Regions from separate parts of the Sus scrofa genome. Here all the other regions are linked to region 3. The links are chromatin contacts, called in public targeted proximity ligation maps. All regions are on one chromosome and are shown on one strand. The core of a region is the stretch at or near the end of the contact, and the rest is flanking DNA. Distances in the headings are between cores, read along the strand shown. Region 1 has its middle 65 kb from the start of FABP4. Region 2 has its middle 25 kb from the start of FABP4. Region 3 has its middle 22 kb from the start of FABP5.

The links.
Region 1: a contact with region 3 is called in a targeted proximity ligation map of alveolar macrophages. A contact is called at or near these places in 1 of 47 Hi-C or Micro-C datasets (embryonic fibroblasts) and 1 of 2 datasets of targeted methods (alveolar macrophages).
Region 2: a targeted proximity ligation map of alveolar macrophages shows a contact between it and region 3. A contact is called at or near these places in 5 of 47 Hi-C or Micro-C datasets (embryonic fibroblasts, mesenteric adipose tissue, retroperitoneal adipose tissue and 1 more) and 1 of 2 datasets of targeted methods (alveolar macrophages).

The regions. Positions count from the first base shown.
Region 1 is chr4:55,030,085-55,032,784 of Sscrofa11.1, forward strand. No RefSeq gene overlaps it. Among named protein-coding and RNA genes, the nearest start is that of FABP4, 65 kb to the right of the region's middle.
Region 2 is chr4:55,069,557-55,072,256 of Sscrofa11.1, forward strand. No RefSeq gene overlaps it. Among named protein-coding and RNA genes, the nearest start is that of FABP4, 25 kb to the right of the region's middle.
Region 3 is chr4:55,259,046-55,261,745 of Sscrofa11.1, forward strand. No RefSeq gene overlaps it. Among named protein-coding and RNA genes, the nearest start is that of FABP5, 22 kb to the right of the region's middle.

The DNA.
Region 1 (2,700 bases), core at 32-2,531, 230 kb before region 3:
ATTGTGTATAGTGCTGCAGTGAATATTGGAGTACATGTATCTTTTCAAGTCATGGTTTTCTCTGGATAGATGTCCAGGAGTGGGATTGTTGGATCAAATGGTAGTTCTATTTTTAGTTTTTTTATGAATCTCCATACTGTTTTCTATAATAGTTGCAACAATTTATATTGCCACCAACACTGTAAGAGGATTCCCTTTTCTCCATCCTCTCCAGCATTTATTGTTTGTAGACTTTTTTTTTTTTTTTTTTTTTTTTTTTGTCTTTTTGCCATTTCTTGGGCCGCTTCCGCAGCATATGAAGGTTCCCAGGCTAGGGGTCGAATCGGAGCTGTAATTGCTGGCCTACACCAGAGCCACAGCAACACAGGATCCGAGCCGCTTCTGCGACCTACACCACAGCTCATGGCAACGCCGGATCCTTAACCCACTGAGCAAGGCCAGGGATCAAACCCGCAACCTCATGGTTCTTAGTCAGATTGGTTAACCACTGCACCACGACGGGAACTCCTGTTTGTAGACTTTTTGATGATGGCCATTCTGGCTGGCATAAGGTGGTAACTTAGTGCATTTAACTCCAGTCTTTTTAATATGATTGTTTTCTTTCTCTTTCTTCCTTTTCCTTCCTTCCTTCCCTCCCTCCCTCCCATCTTTCTTTCTTTCTTTCTTTCTCTCTCTCTTCTTTTTGCTTTTTTAGGGCTGTACCTGCAACAGTGGAAGTTCCCAGGCTGGGGGTCAAATCAGAGCTGTAGCGCTGGCCCACACCACAGCCAATACAAGGCCAGATCTGAGCCATGTCTGCAACCGACACCACAGCTCATGACAACACCAGATCCTTTAACCCACTGAGCAAGGCCAGGGATCAAACCTGCATCCTCATGGATACTAGTCTAGTTGGGTTCATAACCTGCTGAGCCACGAAGAGAACTCCTTTTTTTTTCATACTTTTGATCAGAATGTAAATTATTTTGTATACCTAAAGATGAATGAATGAAGATAATCTTGCTTTTCAAGATTACTGGTGTTTGTTTTAAGACATCCCTGAAACATAACTCCTCATCTATTACTAACAATCCCCTACATTAACCTCAAAAAAGTATTTGCTTTTTATCTTCGCTTTGACTTGAAACACAGCCCAGACACCAAACTCATTTCCCTCTTTGTTTCTTCCCAGTGGAGCCATCATCATTAAAACAGTGTGAGATGATGTATTCCCTTGTGACAACTGCTCCACATTGCCCAGACCTGCTGAAGAAAGATCATATGCAATTGTTTCTGGAATGTCATCATTCACTTTAGATTTCACAGTTGATGTTAATAGGAGAAGAAAAATGACTCACAGACTGCCTAGCCTACAGCTCATTAGTTTCGAAATGTGCACTTAGGATCACAAAGCCAAGGATATAAATGCTCGGCCTTCTTTGACAATGTCTTTCATTATTGGATATTTCATTGCAATTTTTAGACTCTAAAGTTTAAACATTTTAAACTTGAATGTCTTAATTGGAGATGATGTCAGATTATTCCCTAAACCTTTGGTAGGAGAGGGGACTCTCTTCCTAGTGCTGACACCAATATTCACCCTGTTTGCCTTAGGGTGAGTTTGCCCTCTCCACCTCGGCTGGGGTCAATGCCCTAAGGTAGACTGGCTCCTTTCCTCTCCAGCTCTCCTGTTTCCCTGAGTTGTGCAACTACTCTCTAGTCATTGATGTTGTGAATGACAGTAATCGCCTGTCTATCCAGATCAAAATGTGGGAAAATCTCTTCTCTTAGTTGTTCAGCAACAAGATTAGGTTTTTTTTTTTTTTTTTCAAAAGTGTAAATTAAAAGAAATGACAGAAAAAAATGTAGAAATCAGTGCTTTTGTGGAATACAATGTGTTGGCTCAAATGCAGGTTTCTAGATCACTGCAAATTGAACACACTCAGCACCCTAGAGAGTTGCAGAGTGGTTATCCATGAGGTACCTGCCGCCTGCAGGCATGTGGGCACATCCAGCTCCATCCAGAGCTCTTCCACAGCTCAGAGTGGTGTGGAATCCCATCAACTTCTCCCTGTGTCCCACTCACCTGGTTGGTTCTAACTTTCAGGGCCTTGCTCAGTTGCCTCAACTGCTCTCAAACCATTTGGGTGCTACTCTTCCATGAAAAATACATTCACGGAATGTTTCCTGAAGATGACCTTGACAAGATGCCCCAAGGTGAATGCCCAGTGTTTTCCTACAAAAGCAAGAAGCATGGTCTCCATTTTGGCAGACTGGGCCAGGCATCTTTTCAATGAGTAATTTCTCCTGACTTTTAACCCTCAGCAATTCACTACAGTCAGTTTCCCCCAAGAGAAGAAGGTTAATGCCAATAGGTCCAGGGGCAGTGTCCATGTTCACCATTCTAGCTGGATTTTATAACACCCCATCAGCAGACTGTCTTTATAGAATCATTAGGTTCTTGTTCCTGAGACTTCAATGACACAAAAGTAAAAGGTCTGGGCACGGAGGAAATTTTCTTTATCTTTCTAGTTTTATCCTTAAACTTGATGTCTTTTAGCCATTACCTCTAATCCCAGATCCTGTTGAACTCCATTTTTGGGTAAACACTGGGGCCTCTACAAAGTCCTATTCTCTTTGTTGAGCTATTTGATGGAGAAGTGAGTTCCCCACATGCCATCCTGTCTCTAGATATTTCCAAGTATGGTTGAATCCGCAGAT
Region 2 (2,700 bases), core at 50-2,549, 190 kb before region 3:
TTGAGGACTCGCTATACTGCTTTCCATAGTGGCTGCACCAATTTATATTCCCACCAACAGTGCATGGGGCTTCCCTTTTCTCTATATTCTTGCCCCAATCTCTTATTTGCTGTATTTTCTCTCCTTTTTTCCTTTATTTTTATTTGTTTACTTGGTTATTTTCCTGTGTTACATTTATTTTTTAATTTAATAGAAGTGTACTTGATTTACAGTATTGTGTTAGTTTCAGGTTTAGAGAAAAGTGATTCAGTTATACATATATCCATTCTTTTGCAGCTTCTTTTCCCAGTTGGGTTATTATAGAATATTGAGTAGAGTTCCTTGTGCTATACAGTAGGTTCTTGTTGGTTATGTATTTTACATATAGTAGTGTGTATCTGTTAATCCCAAACTCCTAATTTATCCTTCCCCCACATTTTCCCTTTGGTAACATAGTTTGCTTTCTATGTTAATGAGTCTGTTTCTGTTTTGTAAATTCATTTGTATCTTTTTTCTTTCTTTTTTTTTTTCTTTTCCTTTTTGTCTTCCTAGGGTAGCAGGTATGGCATATGGAAGTTCCTAGGCTAGGGATTGAATCAGAGCTGTAGTCACCAGCCTACACCAGATCCCAACCATGACTGAGACCTACACTACAGCTCACAGCTACACTGTATCCTTAACCCACTGAGTGAGGCCAGGGATGGATGGAACCCACATCCTCATGGATACTTGTTGGGTTTCGTAACCTGCTGAGCCACAATGATAACTCCTCATTTGTGTAATTTTTTATAAGATTCCACATATAAGTGATATGATACTTTTCTTCCTCTGACTTATTCCATTTAGTATGATAATCTCTAATTACATCCATGTTGCTGCAAATGGTAATATTTCATTCTTTTTATGGCTGAACAATGCTCCATTGCATGATGTACCACATCTTTATCCATTCATCTATCAATGGACATTTAGGTTGCTTCCATGTCTTGGCTGTTGTAAATAGCCCTGCAATGAATATTGAGGTCCATGCATATTTTTGAATTAGAGTTTTCTTTGGATATATGTCCAGAAGTGGTATTGCTGGATCATATGGTAGCTCTATTTTTTGTTATTTTAAAGAATCTCCATACTATTCTTTGTAGTGGTTGTGCTATTATACAATCCCACCAACAATGTGGGAGAGTTGCCTTTTTTCTACACCCTCTCCAGCATTTATTGTTTGTAGACTTTTGATGATGGCCATTCTGATTGGTGTGAGGTGACATCCGTTGTGGTTTTGATTTGCACTTCCCTGATGACTAGTGGCACTGAGCATATTTTCACATGGTTGTTGGTCATCTGTATGTATTCTTTGGAGAAATGTCTATTCAGATCCTCTTTCCCCTTTTTAATTGGGCTGTGCATTTTTCTGATGTTGAATTGTATGAGTTCTTTGTATATTTTGTATATAAATTCTTTATTGGATAAATTGACAACAAACATCTTCTCCAATTCAATAGACTACCTTTTGGATCGATTGATAGTTTCCTTTGCTTTGGAAAAGATTTTTAGTTTGATGTAATTCCATTTGTTTAGTTTTGCTTTTTGGTTCCCTTGCCTGAGGAGACATCCAAACAAATATTTCTAAAACTGATGTCAAAGACAAAGGAGGCAAAAATATACAATAGGGAGTAGTTAGCCTCTTCAACATGTGGTCCTGGGAAAACTGGACAGTGACAAGCAAAAGAATCAAACTGGACTACTTTCTCACCCCGTATCCAAAAATAAGTTCAAAATGAATTAAAGCTTAAATGTAAGATCTGAAACCATAAAACATCCAGAATAAAACATAGGCAGTATGCTGGTAGGAGGGACTAGGTCCTGGCTGTGGGGAATCCCATTCCTGATGCTGACTTACTGGTGGACCAGGCTGGGTCATGAGTTGGCCAGCTATGGAAACTGTTGTCCCAGGGAGAGTGCTGATCCATTGGTTTATGGAGTCAGATCCCATGGCAGCTTGCTGGGCAGTCTGAGTTCTTTTGGAGCTGGTTTTGGCCTGCTGGTGGGTTGGTTGGGGCCCATCTCTAGGTGATGCAGGCATGCTGGTGGGTGGGCCAGGTCTTGATACTGTTGATTGCAGTGCCAAGGTGGTCCAAGGGCTATTGTTGGCCTGGTGAGAGGAAGTTTAGGTCCTTGGATCTCTGGCTGTGGGCCTCTGAGGTCCTGGAGTAGGTATTGGCCCATTGGTGGGAGGGGGTCCTGGTGCTGTTCCAACTTTCTTATGAGAGGACCTAGTCCTAATATGGTTTAGTGTAGAGCCATGATTGGTCCAGGGCTAGTATCAGCACAATGGCAGGTGGGTCCAGGGCCCAGGGGGTCCACTAGTGGGTGAGACTGGGTGCTGGGGTTCACATTTACCAGCTGGTGGGCAGGGCCAACAACTGGTTGTGTGGCCCCAGAGGTCCCTGGACTAGCACTGGTTCCTTGTTTGTTTAGTTGTAGATCTTTTCTGCTAGTCTTCAGGTTGTACTCACTGTTAGTTGCTCTGCAAAGAGTTGGAATTTTGTTGTTCTTGTGGGAGGAAGTGAGTTCAGTGTCTTATGCTATCTTGGCCATTCTTATCTTTTGACTTTCTATATATTTGCTACTGCTTGATGGACTCATCCACTAACAAACTTTTGTTTCCAATACTGTTTCAGGATGGTGAATTCTAGAAATTCCCTAGAAGAACAATGCTGCTGA
Region 3 (2,700 bases), core at 21-2,520:
GAAAGAAAAAAAAAATCCCACATACTTATTTGCAGGCACAATAATTATATTTTTAAGTCCACACCTGTGGCATATGGAAGTTTCCAGGCTAGGGGTCTAATCAGAGCTGCAGCTGCCAGCCCACACCACAGCCACAGCCACACCAGATTGGAGACCTATGCCACAGCTTGCAGCAACACCAGATCTTTAACCCACTGAGCAAGGCCAGGGATTCAAATCTACTGGGCACCTTGTGTTTTTATCTGCTCAATACGGCAAAACTAGATCCTGATCCCACCATTTATTTTGTTTGTGATCCTGGAAAGTGCAGTAAGGCAGATTCCACTGAAGCAGAAGAAAGGAGAGGATGAGCCCTCAGGTTCATTCTGGTTCTGCAGGTATATTCAGAGGGCAGGTATATCTTCAGAGCAAGGCAGCTGGGCTTCTATGACCCACAGCCCTACCAGCAGCACTGTGGGCAGAGACGGGCCTCTCCAGCCATGCTCACTGGCAAGTTAAAAGTCTAGTAATCCGAGAACCATCTGCCCATGAAGAGCCATAGCTGTGGTTGTTGGAAGCTGTGGGAGAAAAAAGAAACTATACGAACACATCCAAAGGAAAAAGAAACTGTATAAACACATTCAAAGGTTGCTTTGAGTTATGGTAAGCAGGGCCACTCTTATTCTTGTCTCTGTTCCTGGGACCTCTATGTTCCTCCTATTGGGTACCCAGTGGTATGTAATGGCTCTAGACTATGTAATTGTTCTAGACTATACAATATCTCCTGAAGGACCATACCTCACCTTGGCTTTGCCTTCAAGGGACTGTTCCATGGTCTGTCAGACTAGAATCTTCCAAGTGTAGTGACTCATGATAGGACCAGTGGATTCCATGTCACGTACACTTTGTCACATCTCAGTTATCATAGAGTAGGTCCCTGGATTCAAAGTGATGTTTCAACACATTGGACACTCTGGGGCCCTTAGATAACAGTGTTAGCTCTTGCCTTACAGCAAGTTAGGAAACGCCATATCTGGAATATCTGTCTGTCTGATGCAGATGGATTGAGCCACAGATCCCGCTGAGGAAGAGCTACAAATTCTGTAGCTTTGCTGTATCCTTTTATGGCAGCCTCCCAAATCACAGTTTAAACAACAACCATTAACAACTATCATTGTCTTTTGCGGTTTCCATGGGTCAGAAATTCCCCAGAGTTCAGCAGGGCTGTTCAGAATTCTCCAGAAGCAGAAGCAAACCCTGAGGCAAGAATTTTTGTGCAAGTCATTGGCTAAAGGAAGTCAGGACAGATATGGAGGGCGAGAGAGGGGAATCAGGAGCAGGAGGGAGGAAACCAGGGCTGGGGATGATCTCAGGCAGTTCTACAGAAAGCTGGCTCAACCTGATCCACAGGACACCTCCAGAGTGTCAGTTACATCTCAGACTTATCCTATCCAGATGCAAGGGGCCTGAGCATTCAGTCTGCATCTGTCAATCATTGGTCCTTTACCTCCCTGGACAGCAGGGGGTAAACTCCCACACTGGCCTGGCTCTACAGATGCAGATCGAGTGTACCCCTCAGATTGCTTTTAAAACCTCTGTTTCTTGAATTGTAAAAAAGAAATAATATTTGTATCTACATCATTTTTTAGGACTAAATGAAATCCTGCCTACAAAGTTCTTACTTTAGTATCTGGCACTATGCAAGAACAGAGTTGAAACTCATTTGGAGCAGGAATTAGTCAAAAGATACTCTTGCTCCCTTAATTATCAAAAGCAACTGTGAGTATCAGGAATTGCTGAATGGGTCCAGACAGGATCATGTTAAAGGATTTTTAGGGAAGCTGATAGTAAATTCTAGCACCTCATTACCCTCTTATGAAGAACTTGGTTTTAAGAGTCTAGTGCCTCTGGTGATAAAATTTCTAAGCTACAGCGTACTCCAGGAGAAGAAAAGATTAATACCTTACAAGAAGAACATATTCAAGAAAGCAGCAGTCTTGAACGGTGTTTCATAAATTTGAAGAAGTTGAAAGTTTACAGTTCTTTTATATTACATTTTACTTTTTAAAAAAAATTTTAAGCGTGATTACTCATATGGAATCACACTTTAATAACTAAAGTCAAAATGGAAATGGAACATCAACAATTCAGCCACTTCTGTGCTGGGCCTATGCACATAATCAAACTGATATACTGTGAGATATTGAATAATGTACTCAAGCTTTTTAAAAACTCTTTAGAACAGGATCGATGTTGTCAAATGCTTCATAGATCTCAGAATGTCTTCTAAGTTAGTCCACACACCAAAGATGCTTTGTGCTGGCTTATTGCAGTTTTTTTGTTGCTTCTGTTGTTAAATTGCTGTTAGTAATATTTGCTATATTGGTAGAAAATTAACATTCAAATTTACCTAGCTATATTTTTAAAGTAGTTTTACTACTTAAAACTATATGAATATTGTCACTTTGAATGCATTCCCAGACATTCAAAACACTACCTGGAAAATACAAAAGCCTTAAAAAAATAATTTGTTGAATAAATGAATTATTGAATGCTGGTCATAATAACTGGGGAAATGGGGGGTTATTATAGCTCTCTAATCTCTAATCTATAAATCTAAATCCAAAAAGCTCTGAAAACTGATCATTTTTTTTTTATAATTTAGTTGGTAGCAAAATCTAATTGGACCTGAACTCACTTGGCAAAGTCTGAAGTAAACTG